Regions from separate parts of the Mus musculus genome. Here region 2 is linked to region 1. The links are chromatin contacts, called in public Hi-C maps. All regions are on one chromosome and are shown on one strand. The core of a region is the stretch at or near the end of the contact, and the rest is flanking DNA. Distances in the headings are between cores, read along the strand shown.

The links. Hi-C and Micro-C count contacts between places; a contact is called where the count stands out from the background.
Region 2: a Hi-C map of uterus shows a contact between it and region 1. The contact joins two enhancer-like sites. A contact is called at or near these places in 3 of 484 Hi-C or Micro-C datasets (Sertoli cells, nephron progenitors and uterus), 1 of 115 datasets of contacts at active chromatin or transcription factors (neural progenitor cells) and 2 of 9 other capture datasets (adipose tissue and liver).

What each region holds. Positions count from the first base shown.
Region 1 is chr10:3,806,996-3,813,952 of GRCm38.p6, forward strand. The region is part of intron 2 of Plekhg1 (pleckstrin homology domain containing, family G (with RhoGef domain) member 1); the gene reads left to right. Among named protein-coding and RNA genes, the nearest start is that of Gm30164, 51 kb to the left of the region's middle. Within about 2 kb of position 4,071, at least 19 of the 459 cell types and tissues checked have an H3K27ac peak or open chromatin away from gene starts, as enhancers often do. A contact at or near this core is called in uterus, where this site is marked.
Region 2 is chr10:3,894,683-3,901,639 of GRCm38.p6, forward strand. All of the region lies in intron 3 of Plekhg1 (pleckstrin homology domain containing, family G (with RhoGef domain) member 1), which reads left to right. Among named protein-coding and RNA genes, the nearest start is that of Mthfd1l, 75 kb to the right of the region's middle. Within about 2 kb of position 3,564, at least 12 of the 459 cell types and tissues checked have an H3K27ac peak or open chromatin away from gene starts, as enhancers often do. A contact at or near this core is called in uterus, where this site is marked.

The sequences.
Region 1 (6,957 bases), core at 2,821-5,320:
TCTCTTGCAGTGCGAAATCTTCCAACTTTCTCTTGGCCTGACCTGACAGCACTGTTAATGAGGATTTCTTAAAATATATCAATATTAAAAGTATTATGCAGACTAAATGTAGTAACTATAAAAAAATCCAATGGAGTTACATCATTCAGAAAAAGTGTCCATTTTTTACTTTACCTACAGAGTGGGCATCTGTTTTTCTTTAACGTGTATTTGTAGGAACTTTGCATGCAGAAGCTGGGGTACAGCCTGCCCCGTTGTAGACCTTTCATGGATGCCTAGGGATGGGTGCAAGGAGGCTACTGAATGTTCTTCATGAGAACAAAATGTAAGTTTAAAATGGACACTTAAGTTTAACATTCCCCTTTCTGTTGAACTATAACTTTGCTTGGAGCACTTATCCTTCATGTTGTCCATGTCTATCCTTTGCAGCATCTGTCTTATACTTATCATTGGACTTGGGGAGGAGTTGTTCACTAGAAATATTGCTTACGTGCTTGGGACTTTATGGTGTGGCTTAGTGGTAGACCACATGGCTGGCATGTACAAGGCCCTGGGTTCGAATCCCAGTAACACCAAAAACAAAACACTTGTCTTCTCATGAGGGGGATATCCTTGGGGGAAGGAATGCTAACACCTCCCCCTCTCCCTGGCTTTGAGAATCAGCAATTCTGGTGATAGATTTTGGGGGAAGTCAGGATGGAGGAAAGGGCAGGAAATTTATAGTTTCGTGGTCAAGTAAGTGAAGTGTATGTTAAAGTCAATCCCCTTTTCTACCCTCTCTACCATGCTGCTTTGAACTGCTTGTGCTAAACAAAGAGGTGTTATATAGGTACAGCAGCTCACAGTTCCTCGGTCCAGGCACTTCTCCCCCGCAGCTCCTCCTTTTTAACCCATTTCTATGCTGCTCTGAGGAACTGGTTTGCTTGTTACAAGTCAAGGTCAGGCTCCAAACAGACCCAGAAATGTGCTCCGGAAAGAAATTGAGCTGAATCAAAGCAAGGTCACTGTAGGGAATGGATATTTGGCTGGCAGTGCTCTACCCAGCAGCTAGCTCCATTTACTCTCTACTGGACAACCAATGATGGAGGGTTACCTTTTTGCCTAAGACTGACTTCATGCAACACATGTAAAATGTGGGGGGCATCTGGAAACATTTAGCTAAACCACTAGCTTCCGCAGCTGTGAAGGGTGGCATTCAGCCATCTCAGAGTCTATGAGAGTGTCCTCTTGCAACTGAAGTTCCTCCAAATCTGATGCCATTTTACAGAGCCCAAATGATTTCTTCTTCAGCTCATAGGTAGAGATGGCGTAAAATTACTTGGCCTGAGTTGTTATGGATCCCGTGTTGTAAGTGACCTGATTTTACAATCATAAATTCCTTCTTTATACTAAACACTGAGTTAAATATGAGAAAGATCCCAAGACAAGAATGATGTTTTCCATCCATGGCGAAGTTAGAGAGTGAATCTGGAAAGGGAGCACTTGCATGACCTGTCCAGGAAGCAGTGTGTGATAAAGGAAATTAGAAGTCAATCAGAAGAGGAGGCTAAATTAAACTTTAACATCAGTGGTGTAAGACAGGGACCTGACCACTCCTCATGCCTGAGTTGCTTACTCATGAATGTACTTATATCCTTGGAAATGAAGCAGCGTTCTGTTGGTCTGGCCTGGAGCTATCGACTAAATCAGAATTGCTTTATTCTCATTCCTGACACTAAGGTCCTTCTCTGTCTTATCTCTCAAGTCAGAAAGAGCCATTTATGGCTCTCCTTGTATTAGTAAACTGAATTTTCTTCTTTTCACTTCTTTTGTCTTAATGCACTACGAAGCTACGTTCTGAGTGAAACTTAGTGTGCTACTTATTTGTTTTACCCAGATACAAGGCTTAGAAAGCCTGAGAGAGTGTCATGGGCAGTTCTGCATGGAGTGGTGGCGAACCATAAGGAGATTTCCTTTTTTTTGACACCGGTAACCAATGTGACCTTGCATAGACCTGCTTAGGGCCTTGATGAGTAGCCACGCTAATAGGCATGGAGAAGTTATCACCCTCATGTCAAAAGAACCAGATGCATCCACTGGAACCAGAGTGGCTCTCCACAGCTGGAGAGTCGGATAACAAACAAATCCAGGCCTCCACCAATTAGCTGTTATATTTGAAAAAAACGTTGTGGAAGCCATTGGCCAGATTCAGATACTTTAGAAAGCAATAAAACAAGATCACTAGACGTTGCTTTTGGGAATCAAGTCCCATGGTTTTGGCTCCTCTGCTATGCCCCTTTCTCTTATCATTCCTGAACCTAGCCACGCCCCCACGCCCCATCCCCACCCTCCCCTCTACCCCCCACGTCCAGTGTCCACAGGGCGGGCATGAGCTTTTAGTAATCTGTGACTTATTCCTATCACCATCACGAGTTTCCTGGGCAATGCGTGATACGGAAAACTCTATGCTGTAGGAAAGTTAAGTGGTTGATAAGGCCTTTGTAGAGTTAAAACTAGACAGCCCAGCTGTCATTGTGGTCGAAGTTCAAAAAACACAGGATTGCAATTGATCTCAAGCCCCGAATTAAGTCAACTATATTCTTTTAATATTCTTTGTTTCTTCAAAATTCGGGATCTGTTTTCATCCAGTGTTGTAACTTCATACGTATGCCTTTGATTTAGGAGGCATAGTCATTCAGAGGGGAGTGGAGTTTAGTCATCATATCCCAAGTTCTCAGGGATGGAATATCAGAGCTACCACTTCTTAGCCAAACCTTCACCACATCGTGTTTCATCGAGTTTCATCGAGTTTCCCCCTTTCTCCCTAATCCCCGGGGTTCATTTCTAATCCCTTTTTCTGGGTATTTTTCACTGGAGATCTCCCAGAACCTTCTGGGATCATGTCTTCTTCCAACCGCCTCACTCCCCCACTTCCCTGTTGGAGGAAGTGAAGATATTTTGCATAGCCTCATTATTCAAGGCAAATGGGAGCCTTCATTCTCCATGCCCTCAGGACCAGCATTTGCACCAGATCTTACTAGATTTACCTCCTCCTCCTCCTCCTCCTCCTCCTCCTCCTCCTCCTCCTCCTCCTCCTCTTCTTCCTCCTCCTCCTCCAGTTCCCATTTCCACTGCCTTCATAAAAGATAAAATGAGCATTTAACCATTTACTGCAAGCTACATGCTGTTTGTGTTATCTGATCTGAGCCTTTTGGACTTGCACAATTACACCCATTATTGAATGATTACAGGGTAGAGGAAATTTTTGTAAACAGTATAAAATCAAAAGAAGAGTGACTGTGTGTGAGTGTGTGAATGTGTGTATGTGTGTATGACTGTGTGTGTGTAAGTGTATGTGATTGTAGACATGAAGAGTGTGTGTGTGAGTGTGTGTGTGCCTGAGAGTGTGAGTGAATGTGTATATATGTGTGTGTGTGTATATATGTGAGAAAGAGAGAGAGGAAGAGAGAACGTGTGTGTGTGTGTGTGTGTGTGTGTTGTGTACTAGGGATAGAATTCAGGAATAATATACTCTAAACAAGTGCTCTACCACTAACAAACACCCCCAGCGTCCTTCATCTTCAGTTTGAATGGGAAATAAATACCAAGTCCAACTCCAAGTGCAGCATCCTTGTCTCTGCTCTGAAGTGGCACATCATAGGCAGACCACAATGCTACACACATCCATGGTAGACACGGTTTCCACTTCTCTCTGGTGTCTGGAACTCACACATCCCTCGGCCCTTCTGTCTTCCACCCCTGCTATATCCTAAGTGCAGTGCAGAAGATTCAAATCTGGTCTGAAATTCACAACAAGCTCTTGTTACTTGTCCAACATGTTCTTTTATTTTTGAGACAGGGTTGTACTGTATCGTCCAGACCAGCTTGGAGTCATGCTTTCTTATCATAATCTCCTCCTTTGCACCACTGGTGCTTCCTCCGTGTGTGGGGAGGCTGGGGGTGGGGAGTTGTACTATTGTGCCAGGAACACAGGCCGGTCTGGATACAGCTGGACCTGAATCTGCCTCTCTAACTCATAGGGACGCCTCAGACCGATGATTGGCCACCCACATTCCCAAGAGCCTGATAATGAACTTGCCTTTCCAAGCTGCAGCAGGGGAGAGGGAGCACGTGCTGGGGCCTGCTGTGGGGAGGACGTGGCCTTGGCAAGCTTCAGTAGGAGCAGTAGACCAGCAGCAGGATTAGACTTTATCCTGCCTTTCAGACTTGGTCAGTTTCCTTCAAGTTTTAGTTGCTCTGGCCTGATTTTATCTCTAAGGTGCTAGATCACTTCACCTCTGAAGGATTCACTTAGCAATTTTAATCATGTGTTGTCATCGCCTGTCCCTTAAGAGCCTATAAATCTTTCTTGAAATGCCTCTGAGTGGCCCTTCCCTTCCTGTCCTAATGGGCTCAGACCACTGGATGACAGAGTGAGGCCCTTGGCAGAGCACACAGCCCAGGGTCTTCTATGTAACTGTTCCTAACACATAAAATGTATTTTTAAATACCAGCTGGCCCAAGACCATCAGAGGTAAAATAGCTGTAAAACTTGGATGTAAAGTTGCTGATTATGAATGGCTTTCATACCAACATTCGTCTGAATTTTAGGGCTTCTGTAAAACAATTTTTTTTAAAAATTGGGGGTATATCTTTTTTATTAATGTTCATTTGTATTCATAAGAAAATGATAATCTAGTTTTCAGTGCAGGGACTTTCTAAAATGATGCCCATCCACAGTGTGATTAGCCCAGATTTCTCGTTCTTCATCCTTCATACAGCAGAGCAAATATAAGGCTCCAGCAACTGCATCCAGTGTTTCTGAGCCAGCAATCTTTTAGGGTCCCGGTAACCATCAAATATGGCTCTGTTTGGAGCCGTGTGTTCTCAGAGCCACTCTTAATTAGATAACATGCTGCCTTTTCACCATTTGTATCTTCTAGGACTCAATTTTTGCTTCAAGTGAACTTCCATGGCTCTATTTTTGCCTCTCATCTAGAAAGGTTTTCTTCCCTCCCTTGCTAACAGAACCCTTTTGAAGAGCCTGGTGGAGAACCTGGTCTGAAAACATGCACCCCTGCAAAGGTGTACTTGTCTTTGTTAAACAAAAACAGTAGTGTTGTTCATGATAGGGTCCCTGGCTTTGCTTAGGACCCTCACATCCATAGTCAATGTTTAAAATTCCAACCTTTATAATTCTAACACGGTTCTCTCTTAATCAATGTGGGGATTTGCAATAAAAATCTAGGGCACATGCCGTCATGTTAGTTCCTTTCTGAAGCCTACGGATTTTTCCAAAGTCTATTTCTAAACAAAATACTTTTTATTAACTTAAAAATATTTTGTCTGTATAGGAAAGGTTATTTGTTGAAATATTTGCCTGAGGAGAATAGAAGCCCTCTTGATCTGCCAGGCTTAACATTGCTAAAATGAACTGTGCTGCAAGATCCTTCAAGGAGCCCCTCCCTGGGGAACAGCTTCCTTGCTTATTGGGGTCACAGAGGAAAGGGAAACCCTTTCCCCCATCTGTAGAAAGGACACCCTCCTCGTGATATGTGAATTCCTTGAGTAGAGACCTCAGCGGACTGGGTGCTTTTTGTAGAGCAAGTCTTAGAGTATAGATGAATAAACTTCAGGGTGGAATGGTTCAGCCGGAAGAGGTGCTGCAGACCGAGAAGGCCCGAGTTCAATTCCCAGGTCCCGCCAGGTGGCAGGAGAGAACCAACTCCCAAGAGTTGTCTTTGACTCCTAAATGTGAGCTGTAGCACGTGTATGCCTGCACCCACACATAAGTACATGAGTGAATAAACAGATAATAAATTTTGAAAAATGCAAACATTTGGAAAACAGTTGCATAGTCATCTTGAAGATTTGCAGGGAAACTGGGAGGCAGTCACTGAAACCCTGTGCTTGCATACCACCTAGGAGGTGCAGCTGATCTGCCGCGTGAGCCACGGTTATTTTCCAAAAAGTCACTTGCAAACCATTTTGGAGTATAGTAAAGCTATGTGTAGCATGTCCTTGAACAAATTAGGACTCTTTAATCATGGCATACCTGAAATATTGCAGGTCCATGAAAGAGGGTGGATTGTACCATTATTATTACTTTCTCATTGTTCCATGGGCGATTGAGATGCTGGCATTTGCAGGCTTTTAAAGTGTGACATTAATATGGCATAATGTGTCATAAGCATGTAGTATTAGGTTCTAGATATTCCCATTGGGGCCGAGAGATATACTTATTAGCTATGACATACAGTGATGTAGAAATGAGTAAACCTATGTAAAAATGACTCAGGAGATAAGTCCTAGGGCTAAGAGAAGCCCTTTCTTCTTATATAGCACTTTAACACTCTGCAAATGTTGATGTGTTATTCTAGTTTTACTTCTGAAACTCTTTTGAGATCCAGGTGCAAACATGTTTATTTACATAGGGGGAAAAAGCTGAGGTGGGATGCCTTGAAATAAATGGTAAGATAAAGCTCGAATCCTGACAAGAAGATGAGGGGATAATGGAAATGGCAACCTTGGAGGCCATCCATTTCAGGGGGAGAAAGAGAAAACTGTTGTTCAGAGGAGTGTTGTGTTTCTTATCAATGGGTCCTCCCTTGTCTGAGTTGGGCTTTCTATTGCTGTGAGAAAACACCATCATAATTGGAGGAAGTCATGACAGGAACTCAAACGAGGCAGGAACCTGGAGGCAGGAGCTGATCCAGAAACCAAGGTGGAGTGCTGCTTACTGGCTTGTATCCCTTGGCTTGCTCAGCTTGCTTTCTTATAGAACCCAGGACCACCAGCCCAGGGATGGTCCCACCCACAATGGGCTGGGCCCTCCCACATTTGATCACTAATGGAGAAAATGCCTTACAGCTGGATCTCATGGACGCATCCTCTCAATAAGATTTCCTCCTTTCAGGGAGCTCTAGATTTCATGTCAAGTTGGCTTAAGACAAGCCAGCACAGTCCCCATTCACAAAT
Region 2 (6,957 bases), core at 2,314-4,813, 87 kb after region 1:
ATGAGGCAAAACCTCAGGGTTTATTACTCTTTTATCAAAACATCTCCGAGTCCTTAGCAGATGTCCACATATTGTCAATGGGCCCAGCCTCTGTGCGATAGATTGGGAAGCCTGAAATGAGACCCGAGTTCCTGTCAGCAGGAGGAGGAGCTGCCTCTAATTCTAATGTTCAGTGTGACACCCTGCCCCAACTCTCCCCTCTTTCCCCTTTCTCCTCTTTCCATCACCCATCTTTGTCTTTCTGTTTTCCTGCTGTTTTTTTTTTTCTACCACTTTCTTCTGCTTCTCTTTCTCTCTCTTCCCTTTCTTCTCCCCTCCCCCCCCCCCCTTCAGAGACACTTACAGAAAGATCTTTGTGGTGTTCCACTGTCCACAGTGCTTCAAGCCACCCTGTTGGCGTATGCCATAGGCCTGAAGTAGCATTGTCTCCATCGTTCCAGCTTTTGTTTGGGGCCTGATAGGGCAGCTGTACAGGGTCTCAGCTCCCAGTATTTTAACAGTGTCCTCCTCCCACAGAAGCGTTGAGCAAAGAGAGACAGACATCAGCCTGAATATTAGAGCTTTCCAACCACCACAGGGATTTTTCACTATAAGATTTCAGTGGTGTATTTGAAGGAAAGATTAAAAGTTTATATACTTTGAAAATGGCTCAAAGCTCTTTGTAAATAATTCTTACCCCACTCAAATTACCATGCTGTGACTTACATTTTAAGTCTCTGTCTCTCTCTCTGTCTCTGTGTGTGTGTGTGTGTGTGTGTGTGTGTGTGTGTGTGTGTAGAACCTACAGAGATAGGGATAGTATTGTCATTTCTGAACATTTTCCTAACCCTGTACACAAGACATAAAGCATAGCACGTACCTCTAAGCCTTTACTGAATGCATTATAATAAAGTTATTGGATGGCATCTTAAAGTTTCAAGCTTCTTTTTCCTGCTTCCTCCTGTGTCAAGAGCCCAGCTGTGGATGCAAAGGTGACAGATGATGATGGGTGGACACATCCATCTCTCCACACACCCTCCTGCTCATACACCCCTTCTTATCTAGCAAAACCTTTCGATCTTCCCCCAATCTACTACCCTTCTTCCAAATCGATCAATAAGCCCTTCTAGTGTTAGGGTTAGACATCCATCCCTACCCAACGTTCCTAAGATTGTTTCAGGGGAAAGTAAGAAGTATCATGGCTGGCTCTGGACTTTCAGACCCTTACAGTCCACGCAATCGCCTCTTCCTCACCTTTGCCCAGGGCCTGATCTCCATGGGGTAGACACTGTATTCGCCACTACCCAAAGTCTTGCATCCCCAACACTCCTTGCTAAGCCTCTATTTGCCGGAGATGTTAGATGCTCCTCCAGGTAAGAAGACTCCTGAGTTGTTCTTTCCTGCCAGTGTAGGCTGCTGGTCTACTGAGGTTAAGGTGTGCTGGCCCTGGGATCCCACCTTCTCATGAACAGGCACTTGCTGTGCTCATTGAATCTGAAACACAGGATAAGCATTGGCTCCTGCTTTCTGTCAATAGAGTGTAATTAAGATGGACCTCAACTCTTCATAGATGGGCCAGAACTCCCTTGGCCAACTATTCATGGGTCACTCCTTCCTGGTGATTCCTCAGAGATGTCCCTAAGTCACCACAATCTTAACAGGTCCAATGTTTGTGTGTTATCTTTATCCTCAGGCTAATGCTGCCTTCTGGTCCATCCCCTTAGGGACAGAATGCTAAGGTGACCAAGTAGGGATTCAGTCAGAGGCCTGGGATTCTAAGCCAGTCTTAGCAGGCATAGCCATTCCCCGGCATGCTATACAGAGGACAGTGACTACAAAACAGAAGCCCTACTCAGAGCTTGGCCCCTGATAGGGACAGACTACAAGCCGGAGCTATGCAAAACCCTACTATCTGCATGTGACAGGTCAAAATAGGCATTGTTCCTCTCACCACAAATCTTCAGAGATGTTAGAGAAAGGTCGTCTTGGTTTGGAGACGTGTCCAGCCTGTCAAAAAAGTCTAAAACTACCTACTTTGGCCTCTGCAGGTCCAATACCTGGAAAAAAACTAAAAGGGAAGATAGAAGATGGTGGGTGCCTAGGCCCATAGCTCAGCTGCCTCCCTGATATGACCCAACAAAAGAGGAAGCCAAGGGTCCTGTGTACTCAGTGCCTTTCAACCCACCTGCTAGCCCAGTGGACAGTAAAGTGCCCTGTAGGGAGCTGAAGAACTGCTCATTCCTCCTCAGTGACAAAATGTGGAAAAAGGGAGGGGATCCCAGGCTTCCTCCTCTGGAGGCCTGCAATTACTAGACCAGGTGATCCAAGCACACCTCTCTCGGACGCCCTCCCTCCCCTCCCCCTCCTCACTTGTTAAATGTCCCTCCCTCCACTGCTTTCAGGTTCAGGTAGCGTGCTCCCATATGTAGCTACTCTGGTCTAACCAAACTCCCTATGGTTGCCTTTTTGGTACTAATGCTAGAGTATTTATCTCATTGCATCCTCTGGTTGCTACTACTGTTGCTAGGGAATTAGGAGTGGCCTCTTTTGGATTGTAGTCTGGATAGTTTTGTTAATAAAAGAACTTAGAAATAGACTTGGAAGGAAGCTCTAGGACAATATTATTAGCGGTTGGGAGAAAAACAGAACAGGCAAGCTGTAAATCTCAACAGCTGCCAGGGAAATGGAGACAGAGAAGAGGAAGAGAGGCATGCCATTTGAGTTAGGCCAGCAATCTGTGCAATGGAAGTCAACAGGCAGGGGCCTGGCAGAAGCCAGATGTGTGTGTGTCAGAGAGAGGGCAGCAGTGGGAGCTTCAGAGGGCAGGTGGGAAAGGCCAGAGTGTCTGGGAGAGCATGCTTAGACTTCGGGCAAGCATCCAAAAGAAAAAGAAATGGGGGAAAGGAAAGGGAAAAGTTACAAAAAAGAAAAAGTTAGGGCTCCTCTGTACTGCTGCCTGATGGAAGTTGCTTTGCAGCAGGGAGTTTTAGAGGTATGGCTTATATATATATATAATATACATCACTATATATCCTCATAAATATGTATCTTCACATATATCCACATACATACATACATACATACATACATACATACATGTGTGTGTGTGTGTGTGTGTGTGTGTGTGTGTGTGTGTGTGTGTATGATCCTGATCAAGGTTTGTCTCTGCCCGTCATTGATCCAGCTTTTGGGTGATGCCCTCTTGGGAGACAAGTTCCTCTTCTGGCTAATATCAAAGCCTTTCTCCTCTCCCCCATGCCCAGTGTGGAATTGCAGTACAAATGTTTTCCTTTGGAGTCCATTGTTTTTCAGTAGGGTAGCACAAGTGTCTCTCTTTAAAAAGATCTTCTCTCCTGCCAAGGGCTACAATCCGTTCCTGGAATGGACCACCTCTGCCTTTGCCTGTGATCCTTCTGTACTGAATATGTGGGTCCTTCTCTCCTGATCATGTATTGGTCTTTTAGCCAGAAATGTACATGGACCTGTTTGTTGATACTTGTCGTTTCAGCTAGCCAAGGAGGCAGCTCCTTGCAGGAAGGGATCCTGTGTGATTCAGCTTGTAAACAACTAGCTTGTAAAATAGAACTTGGCACCTACTCTTAACGCCCTCGGAAAAAACAGGAGGAAGGACTAGCTGAGTGGAAGGGAGTGTGCTTCTACACTGTAAATCAATATATCAATGTAGGTCATTCTGGTGTCACTGGCATCCTAACACAGTACCAGGTGGTGGCTTCTGTGAAATGGAGGAGATGCTCTCTCCAAAATAAAAGACCACCACCACCATCAAGAAAAGGGGAAACTATAGGCACTCTATTCAAAGACCAGGGTACAAAGTGCTAACAGAAGAGGCTGAACACAAAAACACTATAGAAGTCCACTGTGTAGGAGCTTGAAATACAAGCAAGACAATTAGGAAAGACGTTTCCAGTTTCCTTTGTATCTCCAAGCTAAAGAGAGTGCAGGATAAGATGGATTTAAACATAAGGAGGCACCATAGCTACATTTCATGTAAATAACTGCCTGTTCTTCATTGTGGTTTGTCTCTAGTGCCATGTTAACCAGGTTCTAACATTTTAAACATGATCTCAAAGAAGAGAGAGGATGGAGGAGCCACTGGCTAAGCTCCTTCAAGCACCTTGTAGAAATTGTCCCAGTGAGCTCTGTAGAGCTGTAGTATCCTTTTGTGTCTTTGCAGCATGATTATCTAGACCAAGATTTCTTTAACTGCTTCACGTGTGTGTGTGTGTGTGTGTGTGTGTGTGTGTGTGTGTGTGCGTGTGTGTGCATGCATACCATTTTATAGTTTGTTACTCATTATTGTTTTTGTAAAATAATGAAATGGGAAAGAATAAAGGTATGCTAGTTCTGTGGTTAGAGGTATGGTTCTGTTCCTGGTACTCGTGTGGAAACTCACACCTGCCTATAAGCACAGGTCCAGTGAAGGTCAGACACCCTCTTTTGATTTCTGAGGAATCATGGAAGCTCATGGTGCACAGACATACATGCAGGCAAAGTATTCATGCACATAAAATAATAATAATAGTAATAATAATAATACCAATGGGTTGGCGAGATGGTTCAGTGGGTAAGAGGACTGCTTTTCCAAAGGTCCTGAGTTCAAATCCCAGCAATCACATGGTGGCTCACAACCACCTGTAATGGGATATGATGCCCTTTTCTGGTGTGTCTGAAGACAGCTACAGTGTACTTACTTATAATAATTAATAAATCTTTGGGCCAGAGTGAGCAAGGCTGACTAGAGCTAGCAGAGGTCCTAAATTCAATTCCCAAGAACCACGTAAAGGCTCACAACTACAGTGTACTCTTATACATAATAAATAAATAAATCTTTTTTAAAAAATCTTTAAAAAATAAAAATTTTAAATAATTTTAATTTTTTTCTAGTTTTCTATCTTTCTTTTATATATTTTTTAATTAGGTATTTTTCTCATTTACATTTCCAATGCTATCCCAAAAGTCCCCCATACCCTCCCCCCTCCCCACTGCCCTACCCACCCACTCCCACTTTTTGGCCCTGGCGTTCCCCTGTACTGGGGCATATAAAGTTTGCGTGTCCAATGGGCCTCTCTTTCCAGTGATAGCTGACTAGGCCATCTTTTGATACATATGCAGCTAGAGTCAAGAGCTCCGGGGTACTGGTTAGTTCATAATTTTGTTCCACCTATAGGGTTGCAGATCCCTTTAGCTCCTTGGGTACTTTCTTTAGCTCCTCCATTGGGGGCCGTGTGACCCATCCAATAGCTGACTGTGAGCATCCACTTCTGTGTTTGCTAGGCCCCAGCATAGTCTCACAAGAGAGAGCTATATCAGGGTCCTTTCAGCAAAATCTTGCTGGTGTATGCAATGGTATCAGCGTTTGGAAGCTGATTATGGGATGGATCGCCGGGTATGGCAGTCTCTAGATGGTAAATACATAAAATACATATCAATTATAAAAACAAATTTATTAATAGAACCAAAATAGTCAAACTTATTATTAAGGTGTCAACCTGGTTACCTTCAGGTTCTGTCCTTACATTATTGTAGGGTCCAAAACAGTGTTTAAACTGTCTTCTGTCCACTGCCACACCTCGACTGGGCACTAAGTTAGACTCTACTTTGATATTTTCAAATAAAAAGCCAGAATAAGACGGGTCACATACAAGCCATCCAGTGAAGACAACCTTAGGGACATAAACTACTTAAAAACTAGACACTCCAAAGCACATTTACAATTGCAGTAGGAAAGCCGAGTGGGAGAAAGCTCTCTTTCTGAGGGTCTCTGTCAGTTTACTCCCACCTGATATAGAGTGAATGCCTTCTTAGCCTAGAATTCTTTCCCATGCAGACATCTTCTGTGGATTGGTTGTGAGCCGCGTAATGGCCATAGGTGCTGACATGAAGCCAGTGAAATTACTAGGCAGTGTGACGACGGGCTCTCAGAGGGCTCACTGATGTGCCCACTCCGTCATTTCGGCTGAGACGGAGCTGTTATTAGGCCGAGTTTCCAGCCTCTCATTTTGGCTGCGGATGATTACAGCTGCCAAGGCAGCACATGCTACAGTAGTTTCCAGTAACTGGTTCAGGGTTAACGTCCCCTATTTAAAAGACTTAATTATGGTCAGAGCGGGGAACCAGTTGTGGCCATTAAACTTTGATCTGTTATCTAGAGTGACCTACAAAAATGTGGACTCCTAGTGGCCTATTTTCTCAACAAGAAAAGCAAGCAACTTTTAAAATACAGGGTCTCTGCCATGGACTCTCAGGGTTTCAAAGCACTTTCCTTTAGAGATCTGATGGGGAGCAGGGGTCGGGGGGAGAGGCTTTATCTGTAACCCCAGATGAAGCTTTTTAAGGCTTTTGCCTGGGTTTCTCATTCACAGCCTGCAGCAGCTAGTCATGTGAGTCTAGCAACCCAGACCCCAACCCAACTGTACTCTCAGCTTGATGTGTTGGCAGGGGCCACATTCTCTAGTTTACTTTTAGTTTTCATGCAAAATGCCCCTTAGAATGTCTAATTAGGGTCTGGAAAGGTGTCTCAGTGGTTAAGACCATTTACTGCTCTTCCAGAGGACCCAAGTTCAGTTTCCAGTGCCCAAGTCGAGCAGTTCACAGCTGTTTGTAACTATAGCTCTAGGGGGATCAGATACATCCTGCTTCCTTGGACACTTATGTGTGTGCGCACACACATACAGACACATGCACAAATATAAAAATAACAAAGAACTCTAAATATCTATTGACATACTAAGCTACTATCAAATGTTTATATTTGATGGTAGTCATTAGACCATTTTTATGTCCCATGTGTAATTTTAACAGAAACATAAATTCCTTTTGTTTGGCATCTATTGGAAGATGACTGTATGCCATGCCTGAGCATGGAGGTCAGAGGAAAACCAGTGCGAGTTGGTTCTCTCCTGCCGTGCGGCACCAGGGTTCTGGGCAGGAAACTCAGGTCATCAGGCTGGATAATAA